Linked DNA regions of Triticum aestivum: region 1 is linked to region 2. A link is a contact called in public Hi-C data. All regions are on one chromosome and are shown on one strand. The core of a region is the stretch at or near the end of the contact, and the rest is flanking DNA. Distances in the headings are between cores, read along the strand shown. Region 1 holds the start of LOC123055129 (probable adenylate kinase 6, chloroplastic). Region 2 holds the start of LOC123055126 (protein DJ-1 homolog D).

Region 1 (2,700 bases), core at 155-2,654, 230 kb before region 2:
CTTGTCTTATAGTTCTTGGAAAACCATCAAGTATGAACCCTAATTCACCCTTCTCGCCTCCCTCCTCAAGGCGCTTTGACAGCAGATTTATGATGATCTCGTCAGACACCAGTTTTCCATGATTCACAATCTCCGAAAGCTGGAAACAAAGCAGACATAAGACAATCAATAAAGTGGAAGTGGTAAAACAGAGTTGAACTAGTTGGTGTTATGCTGATTTGGCTTCCCTTGCTAGAATCAAGTTCCATATTTTTGACAAGAATCAAAATCAACATTGTTATTCTGAAACTGTACACAACCTACAAGTTAGTCTTATTTGGGCCTTGTCTATCAATCATTCATTCATGCCTCTGCTATTGGAAGTGTAGCGGCACAAAACTAAACAGTCATAAAAGGGTTCAAACAATCTATCCTAAGCTGCAACCATCGACCGAGCAAGTTGCGCATCCTTGCACTCAGGCTTCATAACCAGCTCTAATGGATTATCTTACAGACTTGACAATCTTGTGAGTGTTTTCAGACTGAGTTAACCTTAGTATTTGTTTCAAGAACTTGTTCTATATTAAGCTAACTAATTCGGCTTGGTTGCAACGAACCGACAGCAAGTAAAACAGTTAGTCAGTATATACCGTCGGATTGGTCTACTCTCATAGTACAAATTAAAGCCCTCTTTCAGCACTAAAAGAGCACCATGATTGTTGCTGATTTGGTAGCTGATGCAGGGGAACACTTGCAGGTGAAATTATCCTTAGGCTCCCTTCCGTCAACATCAGAGGGGATCTCTACTGTCTAGCTATCAATTCTTGTCCGAAAATCACCACGCGGGATTGAGCGCGAGGAACTGAAATACCTGCTTGGAGAGGGGGCCTGAGGAGGCGAGCTCGTCGCGGACGAGGTCGCCGGTGGCTATGTGGGGCACGCCGAGGAGCCGCGAGAGGCGGCCGGCGTAGGTGCCCTTGCCGACCCCGGGGCATCCCAGGAACACCCACTGCACGCGTGCTCCGTCCTCCATGGGGCCCGGGCCGCCGCGCCCGCGCCCGGCCCATCGCCCCGCCGCGGGCGGCGCCCCCTTGGCCGCCCCCATCGCCTCCACGGACGCCAGGCCCCTCCTCGACGCCGCGGCGCCGGCCGCGCAGGCCCGGATCGCGCGGGACATCGCCGACGACATCTCGCAACGCCGGCCCGCAGATATTTTCCGCCGGTCGCCCTTTTTTTCTCGCCCTGCTGCAGTGCTGCCTCGCGTTCGAGCCGAGTCCGAGACGACGACGGGGTCGCCGGGTGGTGGCCAGCTCGGGGGCGCCTAACACGTGGCGGGCCCCGCGGCGATCCGAGCGGCGGTGGGCTCACGTGCGCGAAATAGGAAAGAAATTTCTCCCGGGAATATCCCGGTAGGTTCCGCGCGACACGTCGGACGGTCTGTGGCGCCGGACGCGTCGCCGTCGGCCTCGATACGCCGGAGCGGCGGGCGGCGACGTCACCGCGCGCATGCTGGCGTGCACTTCTCTTCCACCCGTCCGTCCGTCCGTCGGAAGCTGCGGTCGCGGTCGGCGCATACGACGCGGCCAACAACCAACCAACCGACCTCCAACCAAACCACGCAACCAAAGCTTCATGCAATCGTGTTCAAAGAGGGCAAAGAAAGAAAGAAATCAGGCAACTTTCAAGCACGCAAATGCGTCTATTCTCGAAGATTAGTCAATGACAAACAAGATAGTAGATGGATACAATTAATCTCATGGCCGCTTTGGTTCAAATCAATTTTACAAGAATTTCGACAGACTCTGTTGTACCAGCTTTTTTCGGCACGACTTTGTTTGGCTTTTAAGTTTGAAAACTATATGATTTACCTTTTTTTTCTTTGCATGTGGTTGTAAAAAAAAATCTTATGGCTAATTTGCATGTGGCTGTAAAAATAAATTCCATTGTGTTTATGATCACGAAACAGGCTTTCAACCTGCTTCATAGATAAAGCAAACCACGGTGTTCATGCATAAGTGTCTGACATTTGTGACAACCATTTTTTTTCCATTACTCATAGTTGTGTTCTCGGTTCCTATATGATTCCAAATGTCATTTCGTATTAGTTCAAGTGCCTTTTTTAAATAATTTCTGTGTTTTTTGAACCCAACAAACCAAAGAGATTGAACTTTGGTTTTCATTCTAAGCAACTCAAGAGAAAGGTATATATTATATGGGAATCAGACTACTGATCCCTAACGTTATATTATATGGGAGTTGGATTGATTTTTTTGTAGCGTCAGATCGGTCGGTAGTTAGTTTGCATGCGGAGGTTTAGAATTAACTAGGAGTATGATTAGTCCGCATGCAAAGATTTAGCATTAAATACGATTTATTTTCTGTCAACAAATATAATCCCGTAAATCACGTCGGGTAGTTTCATCCCATCATCGCTGCTTCCTTCAGTGCTTCCGATGCACGAGTATATTGATGAGCAACGGCGGAGCTACGTTATGGCCGAGGGGGCCGTGGCCCCCCAACCCAAACAGAATCCTTTTCTACTCCTATAACAGTTCTGTTGGCTTAAACAAATTGGAATATTTTTGCTTCCAAAGATATTTGAATGCACATCTGAAAGCAATTCCAATTTGCTTCCATATAACAAAAAGAAATCATATCCAGTCTAGTCATCTAGGCATATGATCCAGTGATGGGCTGATGGCATCTCTGCTTGTGGTCGTT
Region 2 (2,700 bases), core at 100-2,599:
TTTCGAGTAAAAGAAAATTATGACAGCCTCAACAAGTACTGAACGAAAAGAAGATCTGACAACTACTCCCTCCGTCCCATAATATAACAGCGTTCTTGACACTAGTGTAGTGTAAACAACGCTCTTATATTATGGGACGGAGGGAGTATTTGATAGACTATTTACTTGAACACTAACCAATCATGCTCGCATATTCAAAAATGCACAAACTACCAACTGCGAACAGCTGCTGTCACTCATCTAGTCCATAATATTAAGGTGTCATTGTTGGTTCAGTATACCTACATCATACATATGCCCTCATTTCAGTACATCTACAACACAACTGCATGTAAGTGCCATTACCCTACGCCCTCAATGTTGCATTGTACTGTACTGTATGACCTGTACGATTTTGTTTCAGACATATCGACTTAATTATGAGACCGAGACCCTAAAACCCTGAACAAATTTGTACAGCCATCCAATTACATAGCATTAAATGCAGAGGGGATGCTCAAGTTTGTACAACCATCCAGTAAATGTGAACATGGCATCTGGATAAGCTGGGAATGTTGTGTAGAGTAATGAATTATGCAGTGTTACATCATTTTCTCTGTTCAAACGATGCTGGCCTCTTACAGACAGTTACCACAGGGGTTTCCTTCTTACAGAACACAGGCTGACTTGGAGAATTTCTTCTTAGAGATTAGTCGTCAGCTCGTGTGCACTTCACAAAAGGAATTCGTGTTGCATAAGAATGCATCTCTCAAACTAACTGGCCGTGCTAAATATGTCCTGCTCTTCTCACTACCACAACCCGGCCAAACCCTATCCACTTGAACATACAGTACCAACTACACAGAAACAGCAGACGGGGGAAACTGATCCAAGGACGCACCTGGTGGCCGATGGGCTTGTGGACGGCGGTGGGGCAGGCGTCGCCGGCCTTCTTGCCGGGGCAGACGGCGTCGACGGTCACGCCGTACGCCTGCAGCGACTGGAACGGGACCATGGCCTGATCCGTCCATGGACCCAGGAAAGAAACCGACCGGAATCAGTTGGCAGCAATCGAAGTGGAAGGGGAATCAATTGATTGTAGCACAGGGGAGGGGGGCGATGTGGATGAGGAGGAGGATAAGATGGAGACCTCGTAGTCCTCCATGTAGTCCCCGCAGAGCAGGAGCACCCTCTTGGCGGCCATGGCGGCTGTCCTCGCCTCCCAAAGGTGCACACACGCGAGACGCTCCGGATTTCGCCGAGCTCCCTGCAAGTGCAACCAAGCCTGGACTGGACTGGACTCTGGAAGCCTCTCCTCGGGACGGGACGGAGCGAGCGGCCGGCGCTATATGCCACGAGAGAGTCATCCAGAAGAGCCTCCGTTCCATCATAAAAATTGTTTTTTTTTTCTTTTTTATGCATTTTCCTTTTTTAGAGAAAATGCATTAGTATTCCTCTCTCTGGAACTACAAAGTGTATATTTTGATCCAACGTCTGCATATTTTCACTATCCAGAAACTATCTCATGTTACCACCATTTGACATTCGAACAGATGTACTCCCTCCGTCCCAAAAATCTTGTCTTAGATTTGTCTAAATACGGATGTATTAAGTCACGTTTTAGCATTAGGTACATCCGTATCTAGATCAATTTAAGACAAGAATTTTGAAACGGAGGGAGTATCTAACACTGTCTAAGACAACTAATTCGGGACAGAGGTAGTATAATATACTGCTACATGCTTAACGTGCGAGCACATGATCAGCAAGATCTGCCAGGGCAGCAGCATGTGAGCTCCTCAGATTGGCCTAATACACTAACAATCTCGTGGCTAGCGAGGTCGGATTATAGCAAATTATTTGTGTACTGTCATGCCTTCCAAGTTGCTGGTTTGCCCATGGCCAGTGCAAAAATAGCCAAAACTCATGATTCCATCACCTACATTATACTCAAGTTGTGTCCCGATTGGATCATTTGGCATCGCACAAGATCAGGAATCATACTCAGTTGACTGCTAACTGCAGACAGATAGTCATGGATGGAAAAACTAGTACTACAACCAACAGCACCACTGATCCCCACCCAGATCCAGATCCAGTTATAAGCTCAAAGAATGGAGAGCAGGTACTTATTCAGATAGATGTGCTCATCACAGAAACATGATCAGCGGGTAATCCCACACTGTCACAAATCAACTGATGAAACAAAATGATTTCACAATCAAATATATCCACACACTGCATCCAGGCAAAGAATGAAAGCTTTTTCTTCTGTGTAGAAAAGGAAAGATGCCCTCCAAGTTGGAGGGGGGTGTTATATTATCCATCTCAGGCACAAAAATATCAATGGGGTATCATCATGTTAGTAATGAAACTAATACAATACAGAGTTCCAGGGATACGCTCAACAAAGTGCAGCAGCTGTTTTTACACGTAAAGATTACTTTCTCGTTTATCCAATCATCATCATCTACCTCGCTCAATGCCTGACCTATACTTATATAATATCAGTTATCGCTCATAAGCCCCGGGAAAGACCAGGCCTTTTTGGCGCTATCAACTTGAAGCAGGAACATGGAGCGCCACAAGAATTCATCCAAGAGGATCAATCACTAGAGGGGAAATCAAGCGTTTCGGCCCGGCCCGAAGAAGCGCCAAGAAAAGCACAGCCAGAGCTCAAGAGAAGACGACCCCGACTTTACGGGCAAAATCATCGTCGTC

The links. Hi-C and Micro-C count contacts between places; a contact is called where the count stands out from the background.
Region 1: a Hi-C map of leaf shows a contact between it and region 2, with 3 times the contacts expected there. The contact joins the promoter of LOC123055129 here to the promoter of LOC123055126 in region 2. A contact is called at or near these places in 3 of 5 Hi-C or Micro-C datasets (all in leaf) and 1 of 1 datasets of contacts at active chromatin or transcription factors (leaf).

What each region holds. Positions count from the first base shown.
Region 1 is chr2D:627,742,453-627,745,152 of IWGSC CS RefSeq v2.1, reverse strand. It overlaps LOC123055129 (probable adenylate kinase 6, chloroplastic), which reads right to left and starts at 1,404. Exons shown (of 4, transcript XM_044479069.1): 1 at 851-1,404; 2 at 1-139. The coding sequence starts at 1,168.
Region 2 is chr2D:627,514,702-627,517,401 of IWGSC CS RefSeq v2.1, reverse strand. It overlaps LOC123055126 (protein DJ-1 homolog D), which reads right to left and starts at 1,349. Exons shown (of 5, transcript XM_044479065.1): 1 at 1,130-1,349; 2 at 881-997. The coding sequence starts at 1,183. LOC123055125 (zinc finger CCCH domain-containing protein 32) reads right to left here. Exons shown (of 3, transcript XM_044479063.1): 3 at 2,321-2,700. The coding sequence ends at 2,656.